Regions from separate parts of the Ovis aries genome. Here region 2 is linked to region 1. The links are chromatin contacts, called in public Hi-C maps. All regions are on one chromosome and are shown on one strand. The core of a region is the stretch at or near the end of the contact, and the rest is flanking DNA. Distances in the headings are between cores, read along the strand shown. Region 1 has its middle 5.9 kb from the start of TRNAC-GCA. Region 2 has its middle 73 kb from the start of FAM98B.

Region 1 (4,355 bases), core at 1,197-3,696:
TTCACTGTACCTTGAAATTCCACATGAATTTCAGGATGAGTCTTTAAATATTTTTACTCTTAAAAGAAAATCATTCACTGGGGTTTTGTTAGGGGTTTCAATGAAGTTATGAATGGCATTTTCTTATAATGCCTTTGTCTGGCTTTTTGATATCAGAAAAAAACTGGCCTCATAGAATGAGTTAGGACTTTTCTCTCCTCTTCAATTTTTGGAAAAGTTTGAGAAGGATTAGTATTCATTCTTCTTCAAGTATTTGTTAAAATTCAACAGTGAAGCCATCAGGTCCAGGCCTCTTCCTTTTTGGGAGATTTTTGATTACTGATTCAGTCTCCTTACTTGTTAAAGATCTGTTCTAAGAACAGGTTTTTTATTTCTTTATGATTCAGTCTTGATAGGTTTTATGTTTCTAGAACTTGCCCATTTCATCCAGGCTATCCAATTTGTTGACATACAATTGTTAATAGTATCCTCTTATAATACTTTTTATTTCCGTAGCATCAGTGGTAATATCAGTAGTTATCTGATTCCTTTTTTTTTAGTCATCTAACTAAAAGTTCATCAATTTTACTGACCTTTCTAAAGAACTAACTTTTTATTTCATTGATTTTTCTCTATTTTTCTATTCCCTAATTAATTTATCTCTGTTCTAATCTTAATCTGAACCTGAGTCTGCACGTCACATATCAGCTGGCCCACCCAGCTTCCCGGTCATACTGAAGTTTGAAAAATGGCTTTCTACAGAGGAAAGTTCCATAACATGTCCCTTGAAAGCCCCCACCAGACTGGCATTAATCCATACTCAGCCACAAGAAGCTGTTCCAATCTGAAATCCCAGATATATTAATGTTTACAGGTGTAGGAGCCAGGCCAGTTATGGAAAAGAGTAAAAGAGAGAGATGGGTTTCCCAGGTGGCTCAGTGGTAAAGAATCCACCTGCCAATGCAGGAGATGCAAGAAACTCAGGTTCGATCCCTGGGATGCAAAGATCCTCTGGAGTAGGAAATGGCAACCCACTCCAGTATTCCTGTCTGAGAAATCCTATGGACAGACGAGGCTGGTGGGCTACAGTCCATGGGGCGGCAAAGAGCTGGACACAACTGTACAACTGTGCATACATGCAAAGGGGATATATAAAGGCAATGGTGACTGGTGGGTGGCAAGGACTGTTCAATACATTTCCTATCACTTTAATAGTTCATCGAAGAGAGGAATGTTAGCATATCCTGATTTTTTTCTTGACTCCCTGAAATTTCTACAATCACAACTCCCCATTTTAAGTGTTAGTAAAACTTTTTCTCTTTGGAGTTGGGAGACTAAACAAAGAAAAAGACTGGAAGGGTGATCTATTAGGAGCTAAATGGGGCTAGTTCTTTATAAACAACTGCTTTCCCTACCTTTATCTGTTAGACCCCAATCCCAACATACACATACAAGTCAATTTGGAAATGAAGAAAACCCCTCAGGGAGGAGCAGGCTTGCCCTTCTCCAGGGATCTTGGTGCCAGCACACAGGAAAGGCCACTATGGAGGTACAAATCTTTCTCCTCTCTTTGCCAGCCACTCCCACCCTGCTTGCAGGACTTAAAGCTGCAGTCAGTAGAACTGCTCTGTATTCTTCTCCCCTCTTCATTCTACCATAAGAGTCAGGAGAGGAGCTGCACCTCATGTTCTCAACCAGGAGGCAAACCACTGTGGTTTGGTAAAAATTTTTTGTACCCCACCACCAAATTTTATGTCTCCTCCTCTCCTCTGATTCAGTCTGCCCCTCTTGGGTAATAAAGGTCAGAAAGTTGCCTCAGAACAGACCCTGGTGTTTCTTATAGAGTCCAAATTGGCACCATCCACTTTAGAGTCCAGTGGCTAATCCCAAACTAGGGGTCTAATTCCCACTCTCCCTGATACGAATCTGCTCTGTGAATCTTTCCTGTCATCCTCCTGCAAGTTCAGTCACTTTGTGGAAGCACAGACTCCTGAGAGCCCAGCACTGTATAACACTGCTGCAAAAAATATCCCTATCACTATGCTGTTCTGCGATGACTCAGAAGAGATGAAATGGGAGAGAAGATCCTAAAATCATGTTGCCAGAGGCACAGTGCTGGCCTGTTACGCAAGCCAAAGATGTCTGTATCCACTTTATCCACACGGTGGTGCTAGCCTCAAAAGGATTACCCCAAAAGGAAATGAAACAGTTCCCAGTTCCCTCTCATTAATGACAGAGCTGTACACAGTGCTCACAGCATTACTCGTGGAAGAAGACTATATATTAATCCTGCAAATAAGCATGTAAAATAAACGAGTTTGTCCTCATCCTTATCCTCAACCTACTTCCCAGGGGGAATAAAAGAAATCAAATCACTGTTCTGTTTTTTTTTCCTCAACTCACTGATTCAATCTTAACCGACCCTGGGGCAAAAGAATGACTCATGCTGAGCTGTTGGATGTGTACAATCCTGGCATAGAACCTTATTATTCCTGAGAGGGAGCTGGGGTAGAGAGCTGGTCAACTAGCCATCTAAGGCGCTCGCTCATTGGATTCTTGTTAAGTGCTGCTGGCAGTCTAAGAAGATGGGAACAGCAGACATTTCACTGCTTTCACTGAATAAAACTTGGTGGGTTTAATGTGGGTGCCTTCTAGAAAAATGGCCAGAGAAGAACAGAAAGTCTGGTTTGGGCTTCTAAACCTCAAAGTATCCCCTCCACCTGCCATAAGACCAAGTCTCACCAGCTGCCTCTTCTATTTGTGCAATCTAAATCTTCACTTAAATGTTTTAAAAGCTCAGGGGGATCTTATTAAGCATGCAAAATAGCACTTAGGCAACGTATATGATGCCAGTTACTAGGTGCATACACGAACAACCTTCAAAAGCACAGTGCCTATCAACAGCAGAAGCACCCTTTAAGGGAGAACTGACCCAAGTTGGTGAATGGTCCTCTGTAAGTCAGCCCATACCTGATGCTGATAGTGATAACAATGGCAACCATAGGCACAACGATGCAAGTCCAGATTATTTTCAGACCTGGCCCTGGACACTGACAGCTTGCTAATACCTGTGATCTGGGAGGTAACACAAAGTACCACTTATCATTGTGCCTATCTATCCCCCTCTGGCTGACTATGGACTTCTGACCCTTTTACATGTTTAAAATCCTCAATTATAGAAAAGAGCTATAAGAATATTACCCTATAATTTCATTCATAAAATATACATCTTAGTGGAGAAGGAAGGAAAGATCCTAGCAAAAGTGTCCGTTTGAATGAGATCATTAGATTGCCTGATTTACCCTTGAAATAGCAAGGAGCTGGATCCTAGGATCTCACGGCATATGAGACAAGTGTTGACAAAAGCTAAGAGTTCAGCAGTCATAGGTTCTGGGTCCAGTGACTTAGTCGAAGCAAGAATGAGTCTGGAATGAGTCTGGAAGGATTTCCCCATTTATCACAGATCAAACATAGCAAAGCGATGGCTCACAGGCCCATTCAACTTGAGTTGCATTTCATTTGACTCAAACTTTTTTTTTTTTCCTTCTCATTTTCATGTATTGTAAATTCTAGAGATGCCATCTAAAATTCTAGATTTGGGACTTCTCTTTAAAAAGTGAAAAGTTTTGTCGCCACTGGACAGAATTCTCATGTGACAGTAATTGCTCAAAGGTGAGAAATAAGAGCTGAGTCAACAGCATGTGGCCATTTGGTCACCGTAGTCCCCATCACCCTGATTGTGTCATACCTGATCTGGTTTACTCATCTGTGCCACCACACACCCCTCTAAGTCCTAACTGACCTTGCTTTCTGAGGGCGACACAGAAGAGAGAATCCCTGAAAGAAAGATGGCAATACCAACAGCGATAGGAGCTACCAAAAGACAGATGACTTTCTGGAAAAACAGAGTCAATCATACCTGACATAGCTAAAGCAAACACTCAGGAAAAAATATATAGCACAGCTCATACTGGGCTAAGTAGGAAAGCGTAGTGTTTCCAGGACTCAGAGCAGTGTAAGGAGGAAAGACAAATGAAAAACCGTATAATGTGATGAGAAAGTGTTTCTTAATCTCAGCTTTTGATTTATGAGGCAGCAAACCACAGACTTACCAATAAGTCATATGAACTTTAGAAATAGCCAAAGGCTCCCTGTGTGGCAAGGATGCAGCCTACGTGCTCACTTTCCTACAGCTCATGGATGAGGAGCAATGGAACTGAGCTGCAATCAGGGAACACTGGCTTAGGCTGAATATCAGGAACAAATCATGTTCTAGAATTATATACACATTAAACTCTGAGATAACCACACAGAATTATAAGTTGTTTGTGCTTAAGCAATTTGTGCACAAGTCTTAATTTATAAAGGTGACTGAG
Region 2 (3,810 bases), core at 346-2,845, 400 kb after region 1:
TCCCTGCTCTTCTAACAGTGCCTTTACTCAGCTCTCCTCAGGGCTCCAGTTTGAATGTGTGTCTGATTTTTGCCTAACTAATGGAAATGGATATCTCCTAGACTTCTTAACACAGCCTAAATAAGACTCCCCTCCCTCCTAAACCTCACAGTATAGTACATTATGTGGCACCAGCATGCATCCCCTGTTCAACTGTAAAATGCCAGCATTTTGCTGAGGCCACATGATTTGTGTATGAAGGTTCTTCATCTGTGACTCTAGTCTTTAACAACTACAATTGTAACAGTTAGAAGTCTGGGGCTTATCCTGAATGCTGTTTAGTCCCTTTGGAATGAGAATTCCCTACCATTTCTCACTACCTTTTGAACCCTTCAATGACATAATCTTATTCAATTTATCTCATCACCCAGAGCAGTATTTGAAATACAATAGATGACTAAAATAGGCATGCTGGATTTTTTAGTTAATAATGTTTGTTAGATTTCGGTCTATTTAAAAGGACCCTTTTTGTTCTTGTATATCTAAACTTTTAATACTAGTGTAAAACATATCTGATTTGAGTGATCTTAACTTACCTAAAAGTCATTCTTTTTCAACCTTACTGTTCTATAGCTTTTAACTCAAATTATTCTAAAGTGCAAGGGATAAGGATTAACTAGGAATGTTTTTGGCTTTTGAGTTGTTTTTGAGCTGAATAATGTCCACAAAACTACTGGGAGACTTTTACATGACCAGCTGTTATGTGACCCTGTAGAAGGAAATGTGCATTTGGAAAAAAAAAAGTATAAACAGTAAACATGCTGGGAGGTCAAGCTGAGAATGGGAAGAGAAAGACTGGGAACAGGAGGGCTGAGACAAGGGATTATTTCACACCAGCTCTGAAGGAGCTAAGCATTTTTCCTGATGTCTTTAAAAGAAATGTTAGCCGTTTGGGGGGAAGAGCTGATTGTGGCTGTTTATGAACGTCACGTTGCTAGGTGACACCACAGGGATGAGCACCATGCTAACCTATCACTGATTTGCAGAACTAGCCATGAGGGGATATACGGGGGTGGGAGACAGCATCCAGGAGGAATGCAGAGGCATGGGGACAAGAAGGGTGTGGAGTACATGAATCAGCTTTAGAAAAACCTTCATTTCCCCCTCTCCATTCCTGTAAAATGATCTGTGCAGGAGCTTAGGCCCAACCTTTCCCCTGCTTTCTCATTGGGGGCCCCTTTGTTGCCAGCAGCCTTTTCCTCTCTTATGACATTTGGCCTCCTCTGGGAGAACATCAGCTCTGCTTCCTGCAAAAGCCAAGTCGGGAAATCACCAGGGAGGAAACCCAGGAGTCAGGCTCCCCATGCGGCTCGTCTGAGAACGGGCATTTCTTCTGCCTGTGCATGCGTGGCGTGGGAATGTGTGGGAGGCCGAGGGTCCTGCCTGAGTGGAAGCCGGGGTGCGAGAAGGATGAGGGTGCCTTCTGAGCAGCTGACCACCTGCCATTTAAACACAGTTTTTAGCCACTGAAATCATAGTGACCTGAAGCAAAGCCAGTCACTATTTTGAAAGGGGTTCCTCATGTTTAGTTCATGCAGCTGGCCGGAATCAGTGAAGAGCCACCCCTGGGATATTAGCCAGCATCCTGGGGCTGGAAGAATTTATGAATGCTTTGGGGCAGGGTGGTGTGTGTGCTTGTATTTTGTAGGCCTCTGTTTCCTGAGATTACTCCCACCTTAGGGACACAGGCTTAAGGATAATCGCAAGGTGGATACTTTGAGCCTCGGCCAGAGCACTTGCTGGAACTAGGAATGCCTTATCACTGAGACTGCAGTGAGTCTTCTGCACCTCCTAGTGGCCACAAGTTTGTGCAGATTAGGTCCCCTGTTCCTCCTGCTGCAGCCACTGCTCCTTGGGGAAACGGGGTTGGTGCTGTTCTCTCTCATCTGGTTTCCCCTGCTGTTGCTTGTGGTATGTGCAGTGCACTTACAGCTCCATTTCAGGTCTCCGAATTGGAGAAGAGGTTATCCTCAGTGATTCTAGTTCTTGAATGTGATCTCTGTCAGGAGCCCTCTGTTAGTCATCTTTATGCAAATTTTTAAAGGATGATTTCTCATCATGAATGACAAAATGGTTCTAAGTGAAATATTAAAAAAAAACATCTTTCTTCTTCCTGCTGATACCCCTGCCCTCCAAGGCAAATGGCTTGGTAAGAGAGAACAGGGCTGGGCTTTTGTCCCCATTTGTCCTCTTAGCCTGGTTGGTGCTCCATGAACACTGTATGTTGAAGCCTTGTATTTGAGATAGCACACTAATTTTGAGATAAAAAAGATGTGTTATTATTAAAAATTTCAAGCCTATTAAAAATTTCAAGCCTATTCAAAGAAGATGGAATATGAATAATAAACATTCAATATACAAAACACCCATCTTCAACCATTATCAGCTCAGAGCTAATCTTACATATATATACTTTAACTTTCTCCCCCACATCAAGTTTTCTAAAGAAAATTCTAAAAGGATTGTAAACATCTGTAAACATTTCAGCATGTATCTCTAAAAGATAAGGACTCCTATAAAAATATAAGCAATATCATTATCACAGTTAAAAACAGTTAATAGTAATTCCTTAATATCAACCAATATCCAAACTGACATTTGTATCTTCTTGTATGTCTCATAATTGTTAACAGTTTGCTTATTTGAATCAGGACCCAAATAAAGTCCATACATTGTGATTAGTTGGTATGTCTCAAGTCTTGATTTCTTTTCCTTTTTCTGCCTTGCAATTTATTGTTAAAGAAATGGGGTGGTTTGTAGTTTCCCACAATCTGGATTTTACTGTTCACATCTCTGTGTATATAACATCTCTCAGCATATACTTGGTATTTTCTGTAAATTGGAAATTGAGTCAAAAGTCTTGGTCTGATGCAGGGTTTTGTTTTGCTATTTTTGGTGAGATGAATTAATGGGTGGTAGGTTATGCTTCTGTTAGGAGATGCAAAATATGTTGTTGCTTTTCTTTCTTTTTGTGATATTATCAGCTGTTAGTGTTCTGTCTGGTACCATTAATTCATCAGGAGCTGCAAAACAATGCTTTTCTAACTCCTTTGTTCTTTCTTCATTTATGAAGTGAGATTCTCAATAAAAGGAAAGTTCTCTTAACAACTATTTGCTTACCCTGAGGCCCAGATCATACAAGACAGGCAAGATAATGTTTGACTTTTTCCCTTCACTTACCAATTTTCAAAATAATAAGGTGGTTTCCTAGAATCCTTCCGAAGCAGAATTTTTTTTTCTTTGAAGCATAAGGGTTTTGTTTTTGTTTTTGTTTGAGTATTTTTTAATCCAAAGACTCTTGGATTTAACATATTTGGCATGCTTTAATCCTTTACACATCATTTTCTTTATTAATGTTCCCATTATCCTATTTTTGGTTAGTGGAAGCTGAAGCAGTTTATCTTCCCCAATATTGTCCTCTTCGTGGTGGTGGTATACTCATTTATTTACTCATCAAAGTCATCAAACTTTCCCCAACTGGTTTTAGCATCCCTTTCTAAATTGTTGACATTCCACCAGAAGGTGAAGCTTTCTCTTTCCCACATTTGTTTATTATTAATTTCATTATGTAATGTGAAAATTTTTTTCATAAAAATTGACCATTTTTATAAAATGTCCGTCATTATTTCTGGCATCATTTTTTCTTTAAGTATTTTTATTTGATTTTACTATAGTTATGACCAACCTAGATAGCATATTCAAAAGCAGAGACATTACTTTGCTGACTAAGGTCTGTCTAGTCAGGGTTATGGTTTTTCCAGTAGTCGTGTA

The links. A called contact is a pair of places that touch in the nucleus more often than the background predicts.
Region 2: a Hi-C map of hypothalamus shows a contact between it and region 1, with 4 times the contacts expected there. The contact joins two enhancer-like sites. A contact is called at or near these places in 13 of 16 Hi-C or Micro-C datasets (blood, hypothalamus, liver and 6 more).

Annotation. Positions count from the first base shown.
Region 1 is chr7:31,788,980-31,793,334 of ARS-UI_Ramb_v3.0, forward strand. No RefSeq gene overlaps it. Among named protein-coding and RNA genes, the nearest start is that of TRNAC-GCA, 5.9 kb to the left of the region's middle. Within about 2 kb of position 2,447, at least 30 of the 54 cell types and tissues checked have an H3K27ac peak or open chromatin away from gene starts, as enhancers often do. A contact at or near this core is called in hypothalamus and tail adipose tissue, where this site is marked.
Region 2 is chr7:32,188,271-32,192,080 of ARS-UI_Ramb_v3.0, forward strand. No RefSeq gene overlaps it. Among named protein-coding and RNA genes, the nearest start is that of FAM98B, 73 kb to the right of the region's middle. Within about 2 kb of position 1,596, at least 20 of the 54 cell types and tissues checked have an H3K27ac peak or open chromatin away from gene starts, as enhancers often do. A contact at or near this core is called in hypothalamus and tail adipose tissue, where this site is marked.